Linked DNA regions of Sus scrofa: region 1 is linked to region 2. A link is a contact called in public promoter capture Hi-C data. All regions are on one chromosome and are shown on one strand. The core of a region is the stretch at or near the end of the contact, and the rest is flanking DNA. Distances in the headings are between cores, read along the strand shown.

Evidence for each region. Promoter capture Hi-C pulls out the DNA fragments that hold promoters and counts their contacts.
Region 1: a promoter capture Hi-C map of fetal liver shows a contact between it and region 2, with 2.4 times the contacts expected there. The contact joins the promoter of SNRNP25 here to the promoter of PDIA2 in region 2. A contact is called at or near these places in 1 of 5 promoter capture datasets (fetal liver) and 1 of 47 Hi-C or Micro-C datasets (omental adipose tissue).

Annotation. Positions count from the first base shown.
Region 1 is chr3:41,569,556-41,574,370 of Sscrofa11.1, reverse strand. SNRNP25 (U11/U12 small nuclear ribonucleoprotein 25 kDa protein) reads left to right here and starts at 2,643. Exons shown (of 5, transcript XM_005655108.3): 1 at 2,643-2,990; 2 at 4,408-4,498; 3 at 4,728-4,815. The coding sequence starts at 2,643. POLR3K (DNA-directed RNA polymerase III subunit RPC10) reads right to left here and starts at 2,662. Exons shown (of 3, transcript XM_003124677.5): 1 at 2,410-2,662; 2 at 960-1,047; 3 at 1-325. The coding sequence starts at 2,598. The coding sequence ends at 198.
Region 2 is chr3:41,395,048-41,399,331 of Sscrofa11.1, reverse strand. It overlaps PDIA2 (protein disulfide-isomerase A2), which reads left to right and starts at 1,785. Exons shown (of 11, transcript XM_021086939.1): 1 at 1,785-2,063; 2 at 2,635-2,841; 3 at 2,923-3,056; 4 at 3,141-3,278; 5 at 3,358-3,474; 6 at 3,563-3,688; 7 at 3,756-3,953; 8 at 4,047-4,127; 9 at 4,239-4,284. The coding sequence starts at 1,844. ARHGDIG (rho GDP-dissociation inhibitor 3) reads left to right here. Exons shown (of 6, transcript XM_021086943.1): 2 at 405-584; 3 at 654-737; 4 at 984-1,060; 5 at 1,139-1,202; 6 at 1,296-1,692. The coding sequence ends at 1,495.

The DNA of each region.
Region 1 (4,815 bases), core at 1,394-3,893, 170 kb before region 2:
TTCTCCCTGGACGTCAGCAAATTCATCCACTGCCTGGGCGATGGGGGCCATCTCCTGGCCCCCCGGCCGGGCCACTCTGAGAAGGCTGGCTTTCTGCCACACCGGCAAAGATGCTCAGAACCCGCAGTTCCCTTCCAGCTGGGAATCCGCCCTGGGGAATGAGGTGAGCAGATGCTGGGCAGCGGGGCCACCCGGCCCTAGTCCCTCCAGCGGTGTCCACACTGAGCATTGCAGCACTTGTAGAAGGTGGTCATGGGCTCGTCGGCAGAGCGGGTCTGGAGCTGCATGAAATAGGCCCGAGGATGCTCACACTTGGGACACGGCTCTGGCGTGAGAAAAACAAGGGACCCACGGTTACTTCAAAAAGGATGCCCAGTGTGGCACAGAGGCTGAAGAATCCGACTGCAGCGGCCTGGGTTGCGGCTGCGGCGCGGACCAAGTCCCTGGCCGGGGAACTTGTGGCATGTGGAGGTAGCCCAGAAAGGTCACGGTCATAAGGCAGTAAGCCACCTCAAGATTCGAAATCAGGTCTGAACAGCTCCAAAGCTTGTGCCGACACTGGTTTTGGAACAAAGAAAGTATCAAGGAAGGAGTTCCTGTTGTGGCGCAGCGGAAACGAATCCGACTAGGAACCATGAGGTTGTGGGTTCAATCCCTGGTCTCACTCAGTGGGTAAAGGATCTGGCCTTGCTGTGGCTGGGGTGGAGGCCAGCGGCTGCAGCTCTGATTAGACCCCTAGCCTGGGAACCTCCATATGCCGTGGGTGGGGCCCTAAAAAGCAAAAAACAAACAAACCAAAAAAACCACCACATGAATAAATAAAAATTTCTAAGAAATTATTAAGGAAGAAAATATAGACTTCCTCTTCGCAGAAGCACAAGCAGACTGCCACGGAGGGGCAGAGTCAGCAGCCCCGTACCATCCACAGCTCTGCCCGGGAACAGGCCTCTCCCTCTCACCTGCGGTGGAGTCGACGTTCTCCCAGGCAGCTGCTCCACCAAGCACGTCATCCACTTCTTTCAGCTTTGGGTACTTCCGATTCGTTACCTAACAAACAACAGCCACTCTTCAGTCTCTCCAACTGACTGAACCGCACACCCCAGGATCACCTAACCACACCTGCCCGCAGGTGTCTGGCTTCTTCCACCCTTCAACCCGGACGGGAGGGGTACTGGACAGGCAGAGGCCCTGCTCCATCAGAACTTAGAGGACCCATGATTGGACTGCCCCAAGAGAAGGTCTCTGCAAGGACTGGACAAAGCAAGAGGAGCAAGAGAAGCATGGCTCGGGTATGGCCCTCCTCTTCTCCCACACCCCCTAAGGCTGGGTAGCCCGAGACGAGGCCCCAGAGAACTGAGGCCAAAGAAGGGCAATCTCAGCCGGGGAGCCGCCCCCCCCCCCCAGGCTCCGGGCAGAGCTTTCTAAGCACTTGCCAGGTTCTACCAGCCGTCCTTGACCTGTCGGGGTAGGTAAGAGTCCACCCTCCGCGTCGTTTCAGACCCTAAACTCCCACAACACGGCCACATGGCAGGACACTATACAAATCTATACAAATACTAAGGAGAAAGTAGCACTTGGGAGTTCCCTGCTGGCTCAGCGGGTTACCGCCCTGGTTCTGTCCCGGTTCTGTCGCTGCTGTGGTGCAGGTTTGCAGGTGTGGAAAGCGACATAAGCAAAAGAAATCTTGGTGACTCCATTTTGCTGAAATGCCTTCCTGCAACCCCCCCCCCTTCCCTCTTCTCCCAGTAACAGTTTGTTTCAAATTAGCCAACTGGGAAGAACGTGCACCCTGACCTGACCCACGGGAAGGGGACAGGGTACATCCCCTGTGTTAGGGATAAACAGGGGAGGGTCCTTTGTTCGGGGCACGCGCACTTTTTGGGGTGCCCAGCGCCCTTCTGCAGCAGTAAAGAGCCTTGTCGAGATCTCCCCGTGTTCACGTGCCTCATTTTTCGACAATGACGATCCGAGCCACGTCCCCAGCACAAGGAACTTGTGCATGCCAGGGTGCCGGGGGCGCGGCCAAAACAAAAACTAAACAAACAAAAAGAAAGAAAGAAAAGAAAGTATACTGGAAGGCAGTGAGCCCTATATGAAAAATAAAACTAGGGAACGGAAAGGCCGCATTTATATAAACAATCCCTTAGGTAAATACAGGCAGGAGTGACAGGAACGAGTGAGTCCCTAGGGGAAGAGCGACTAGAACAGAAAACTCCTGCACAGACCCTGGAAGCAGCGCCTTGGGCAAGACCGGGGCGCCTCCGAGAGGCTGGCGGTGCGGGCAAGAGGCTGCTGGGACGCGAAACCCAAGCAGAGGACGGAGCTAGGGGAGGTGAGGGTCAGGGCCTGGCGCGCTCCGCGAGAACGACGGCTGCGGCCCTGCGTGCCGGGAGGCCGGCGCGGACCCACCTTGCGGGTGATGTTGTGCACATAGGGGCAGGTGTTGCAGGCGAAGCGGTGGCAGCGCTGACCCTCCTCCACAATCAGCCCGTTCCCGCAGCCTGGGCAGAAGAGCAGCATCACGACAGCCCAGCCTACGCTCCCTGCAGCTCCCTGGCCGTGGACTCCGGGGGCTTCCGGGCGCCCCGAACTCCCCATTGGTCCCGGCGGCCGCCTCTCAGCAATCAGCCCACCAGTAGGCACGTCGGCTCCGCACTCCCAGTGTGCACTGCGGCAGGCTGGCTCCCAAAGCATCATTTCTCATTGGTCCTGGCGGTAGCCCCGCCCCTCGACCAAAGGCCGGGCCGTGGGTGGCTTTCCCCGCGGGAAGCCCGGGAATCCCGGGCCCGGGTCGCGAGAGGCGGTGTGGGGGCGGAACCCGCGGGCTGCGAGGCGCCCTGGAGGTGGCGGGGGCCTCGGGACGGCCAGAGCCGCAGGAGGACGAGGAGGATGAGGAAGAGGCACTGCCGCACTCCGAGGCGGTGGACGTTTTCCAAGAGGGTCTGGCCATGGTGGTGCAGGACCCGCTGCTCTGCGACCTTCCGATCCAGGTGCGCATGGGTCGGGGCCTCTTCCCCCGCTCCGGAGCCCAGCGTCAGGGAGAGGACCGATTCTGGGGTACCGATGATGGCAGCGGCCCGGAGACCTCCAGAAGCGGCCTCAGGGCGTAAACGAGGGTCTAGGCTCCGACTGGGCCTGGGAGGCGAGCGAGGCACTGGTCTCCGGCGCGGCATTTACGAAGGGTTCCCTGGTAGTCTAGCGGTTAAGAACTCCGCCATTGTCACTGCTGTGGCTCGGGTGCTGCTGGGCGTGCGTTCGACTGGCAGAGGAACTCTCGCATGCTGCGGGCATGGCCAAAAAAAAAATAAAAAAGGAGCGCCAAAAACCCGCTAGTCAGGACACATGACATTTCAGTATAGTGTTTTGGTTGGTTTAGGAGGTTTTTTGTTGTTTCGGCTTTTTGTTTTTGTCTTTTTAGGGCCGCACCTGGGGCATATGGAAATTCCCAGGCTAGGGCTGGAATCCGCTGGCCTACACCACAGCCACAGCAACTCAGGATCCAGAGCGGCATCTGCGACCTTCAACACAGCTCATGGGCAACGCAGGATCCTTGACCCACTGAGTGGGGCCAGGGATGGAAACTCCAGTACAGTGTTTTTAAAACTCAACATTGGTTTATAAAGACCTAGGGTAAACAAAATGATATCATGTCAGATAAAAAGACCAGTATTAAAGATTTCTGGAGTTCCCATCATGGCTCAGTGGTTAACGAATCCGACTAGGAACCATGAAGTTGCAGGTTCGACCCCTCCCTGGCCTTGCTCAGTGGGTGAAGGATCTGGCGTTGCTGTGAACTGTGGTGTAGGCTAGTGGCTACAGCTCCGATTAGACCCCTAGCCTTGGAACCTTCATATGCCGCCAGTGCAGCCCTAAAAAACCAAAAAAATGAAAAATAATAAAGATTTCTCCATTCTCCTCAGGCTTCAGTATGACCTGGCACACTCCTGTTTTTAAATCTTTGTATTTTGCCCATCATGAAAATGTTAAATTAGTTTGTTTTCTTGATAGTGGTATTCGTCTTCTGTTGCCCCGGTAAATGTTGCACCCCTGCCCCAGCCTTGCCTGGGGCCCCAGGGCCTGAGGGTTTTTTTGGGGGCAGGGGGAGCCCTCCCAGGCTGGGCACTCAGGCCCAGGGCTGCCCCTCCCATCCAGCTGCTGGGCCGGAGGAGCAAGGGCTGCTCCTCAAGGAGGCTGTTTCTCTGCTCTCCTCTCCCGGGTCTCCGCCTCCTTGGCAAAGGTGACCAGGACTTGAGATGGAGGTGCTGAAACACTGGGACCCCCCCTAACCCGTAGGCAAGAACGTTCCCCAAATATGGTACCGCTTTGTTTGAATGATGGGCTGGTTCTTCTTCCCTTTTGTTTGGGGCGGTGAAGCAAGCTCCCGCCCCCAGCCTGGGTCTCTTCTAGGTTACTTTGGAAGAAGTCAATTCCCAAATAGCCCTCGAATATGGCCAAGCGATGACAGTCCGAGTGTGCAAGACCGATGGAGAAGTCATGCGTAGGTGCCGCCTCCTACCATCTCAGGCTGAGGGGCGGAACTCGGGGGAGGGCCTTAGCAGGGCCGGTCAGGGGCAAAGTCGGGGCCTGGCCCGGGGCCTTGGGAGAACGCGAGGGCTCCCTGGCCAGACTTGAGCCTCAGGAGGAAACAGGGCTCAGCAGAGCTCATGGCCCTCTTGCCAGCGGGGGTGGTGGCTGCGGATCCCCACCGCAGGTCTTCCTGCTTGCAGCTGTGGTTGTCGTCCAGAACGCCACAGTCCTGGACCTGAAGAAAGCCATCCAGAGATACGTGCAGCTCAGGCAGGAGCGAGAAGGAGG
Region 2 (4,284 bases), core at 536-3,035:
CCTGGAGGGCAGTAAAAAGGCACAGCCTCTGATCTAGGGAAGGCCTGAGAAATCTCCCCTCTGCAGTGGTGGACCTCACCCCTTGGGGCTGTCCCCCATTTGGGGTCTTCCTTCCCCCGGCCTTTGGCCTCAAGGTCAGGGAGGGGCCCTGGGCAAATGCCTGGGTCAGGACGAGGCAGCCTCCAGGGTCCACTTGGGAGCTTCACCCAGGCCCAGGCCCCAGGCCCCTCCCAAAGAGGTTGGCTGTGGGTGCTGCTCTGCATCTTCCCGCCCCCCCCCACCCCCCGTGCCCTGAGCCTTCACAGCATCCTAAGTTCCTCTGGGCAGATGGGCAGATGGCAGGTTCCTGCAAATGCCAGGGTCAGCTGGCAGCAGCTGCTCACACACCCTCCTTGACTCCCCAGTCCTCCTAACCGACAAGGAGGGGGGGCAGCTGCCGCCAGATGAGGTGCTAGACGAGGCTGTGCCGGAGTACCAGGCCCCGGGGAGGAAGAGCCTCCTGGAGATCCAGCAGCTGGACCCGGACGATGAGAGCCTGGCCAAGTACAAGCGGGCGCTGCTGGGGCCTGTGCCACCTGTCGTGGGTACGCACGTGCCCTGGGCTTGGAGGGAGGGCAGGCAGGGGCACCTGTAGACTTCTGGTTTCTCTTCAGACCCAAGCCTGCCCAACGTCCAGGTGACCAGGCTGACACTGATGTCCGAGCAGGCTCCAGGGCCCATCACCATGGACCTCACAGGTAACTCTCGCACTGCCTGGCGCAGCCCTGAGCCCCAGCTAGGGACCTCACAGGTAACCCCCTCTGCAAAGCACGGACTGATCTTTGGGGTAGAGACCCAGGCTCATGACCATGGGCCTCCTGGGCGCCCCATGTGCGATCCCAAGTCCTTAGACCGTAGCCGCCGAGGATACAGCCCCCCGGGGGCTCCGGGGCAGGGTCTCGGCTCTCACAGGAGTTCTCACGTGGCTGTACTTTCCCTAACAGGGGACGTGGCTGCGCTGAAAAGCCAGGTGTTTGTCCTGAAAGAGGGCGTTGATTACAAAGTGAAGATTACCTTCAAGGTGAGGGGCTGTCATGGGGGACACAGCCGGCCACAGACCCAGCCCCCGAGGTCCCCCTTAACCCCCCCTGTCCCTCAGGTCAACAAGGAGATCGTCAGCGGCCTCAAGTGTCTGCACCACACCTACCGCCAGGGCCTGCGTGGTGAGGGCGGCGTGGAGGGGGCAGCCCGGGCGGGGCTTCGGGGCGGGGCCCATGGGGCGCAGGGAAGTCCCTGACACCCCCGCCCTCCCCCAGTGGACAAAGCTGTCTACATGGTGGGCAGTTATGGCCCGAGCGCCCAGGAGTATGAGTTCGTGACGCCGGTGGAGGAGGCGCCCCGAGGCGCGCTGGTGCGGGGCGCCTACGTGGTCACGTCCTTCTTCACGGATGACGACAGGAACCCCCACCTGTCCTGGGAGTGGGGTCTCCACATCTGCCAGGACTGGGAGAGCTGAGCGCCCCCCGCCCGGGGCTGTCTCCCCACGTGGGGTCCTGGTTCCCCCCCGCCTCTCTCTGTCAGTCGCTGCAAAGGACCCCTGCGCCTTCCCTGGCCCCTCAGTGACCCACGCCCTCTGTCCTGTCCTAGGGTGCCCCCTTCCCGGGCCTGGCGCTGTGCCCTGAACAGCCCTATTAAACGTCGCTCTGTCTCGGTGCCCTGGTGTCGCCTGTCTGCCTCCCTCCCCCGGGCTGGGGGAGCCTGCTGGCCTTATCTTCCCCGCGACCAGGCCTGGGTGCCACGTGGCGGTGGCTGCTTGGCCCCCGGCCCCCTTATCTGCCCCCGCCCCGTGGGCCCCGGCACTGCCATGGACGGCCAACTCCTGCTGGGGCTGCTACTGCTGCTGCTCGGGGCCTCAGGCCTTCAGGGCCAGGGGCCAGGGCCCGGGGGACCCTCAGAGGGGCCCCCCGATGAGGAGGAGGAGCAGGAGGAGGAGGAGGTCCCCGAGGAGGATGGGATCTTGGTGCTGAACCGGCGGACCCTGGGCCTGGCCTTGCGGGAGCACCCTGCCCTGCTGGTGGAGTTCTGTGAGTGCTGGGGCCACCGGGGGTTCTCACACCAAGGGCCGCGGGGGCTCCGTCCGGCACTCAGGGCCCACTGTGCTCCTGGCGCTCCGCCAGAGGACGCCCAAGGCAGAGCCCTGGGGCTGAGCTGGGCTGGGGTCCAGTCCTCACAGTGGGGGCCAGGTGCAGGGGAGACCTGTGCTCATTGATCTTGTACTAATGCTTCCTATAAAGGGCCAGCTCGCACTCGGGCTGGCGTCTTCTGGGCTTTTACCACCTTTGCATAGTGCGAGCCCTTCTTAGCTGGAGGCCTCAGCAGGCAGGACGCGGGCAAGCCAGACTCGGGGCAGCACCCAGAGGGGTCTTCCTAAAACACATTGTCAGGACAGGACTGGCATGGGACCCCCAGCTGGAGGCCTTGAGGGGTCCCGTCTCTGGGGCGTGGGCTCCATGTGGCCGAGGCTCAGGTGGGCCCCTGATGCTTGCTCCTTGCTGGACCTGACTGACTCCAAGGTCTGCAGGCCCTGGCTGGGCGGGAGCAGGGGCTCCGGCTGGGGTCTTGGAGGCCGGGGGCACTCATGGCCCTGTCCCCCAGATGCCCCGTGGTGTGGGCAATGCAAGGCGCTGGCCCCCGAGTACAGCAAGGCGGCTGCCCTGCTGGCAGCAGAGGCGGCCAAGGCCAGGCTGGCCAAGGTGGATGGGCCCGCGGAACCAGAGCTGGCCGAGGAGTTTGCCGTGACAGAGTACCCCACGCTCAAGTTCTTCCGCGACGGGAACCGCACGCACCCGGAGGAATACACTGGTGCCGGGAACGGGGCGGAGCGGGCGGGGCAGGGCGGGGCGGGGGGCAGGGGCTGGGCCCAGGCTGAAGGATCCTTTGCAGGCCCACGGGAGGCCCAAGGCATCGCTGAGTGGCTGAGGCGGCGCGTGGGGCCCAGTGCCACGCAGCTGGAGGATGAGGAGGGTGCCCGCGTGCTGATGCGTGCCTGGGACGTGGTCGTCATAGGCTTCTTCCAGGTGAGCGGTGGCCCGCGGGGGCGGGGGGGAGGGAGGCAGGGCCTGTGAGGCCCACTGGCCAACTAGGAGGCTCGGGCCCCTTAGGACTTGCAGGACAAGGATGTGGCTACCTTCCTGGCTGTGGCCCAGGATGCCCTGGACATGGCTTTTGGCCTCACGGACCGGCCACAGCTCTTTCAGAAGTTCGGCCTCACCAAGGACACCGTGGTCCTTTTCAAGAAGGTGGGTCAGGCGGGGAGTCAGGCCGGCAGGGATGGGGGTCAGGGCCATGGCTCCTGCTGACTCACCTGGTGTTCTCCAGTACGACGAGGGCCGGGCAGACTTCCCAGTGGACAAGGAGCTGGGCCTGGACCAGGGGGATCTGTCCCGCTTCCTGCTCACGCACAGCATGCATCTGGTCACGGAGTTCACCCCGCAGGTAAGCTGGGCTGGAGGCGCAGGTGGGGGGCGGGGGCGGGGGCAGGTGCCCTTGCGCTCCGCCCCACGAGCTCCACCTGCCCCTGTAGACATCCCCTAAGATCTTTGCGGCCAGAATCCCTAACCACTTGCTGCTGTTCATCAACCAGACGCTGGCCGCTCACCTGGAGCGGCTGAGCGGCTTCCGGGAGGCGGCTCCCCGTTTCCGGGGGCAGGTACTGGCTGGGCTGGAGGGCGGGGCGGTGGGGAGGCGGGGCGCCCACGCGGACTCCCTGCTGGCAGGTGCTGTTTGTGGTGGTGGACGTGGGCGCCAACAACGACCACGTGCTCCAGTACTTCGGCCTCAAGGCCGAGGAGGCCCCCACCCTGCGTTTCGTCAACATGGAGACCACCAAGAAGTACGCACCTGCGGACAAGGAGCCGGTCACGGCCACCTCGGTTGCAGCCTTCTGCCGCGCAGTCCTCGGTGGGGAGCTCAAGGTCCGCTGCGGGTTGGCTCATGGGGTGGGGGCGGTGGGGAACAGCCGCTCCCTGGAGAGACCTCCCACTGAAGCGCCTGGCCCCTTCCCCCAGCCCTATCGCTTGAGCCAGGAGATTCCCCCAGACTGGGACCAGCGGCCCGTCAAGACCCTCGTGGGCAAGAATTTCGAGCAGGTGGCTTTTGATGAAACCAAGAATGTGTTTATCAAGTTCTGTGAGTGCGGCGCAGCGGGCCGGCGGGTGGCGGGGGACCCTGCTGGCTGTGCTGACGCCCCACTGTCCTAGACGCCCCATGGTGCACCCACTGCAAGGAGATGGCCCCGGCCTGGGA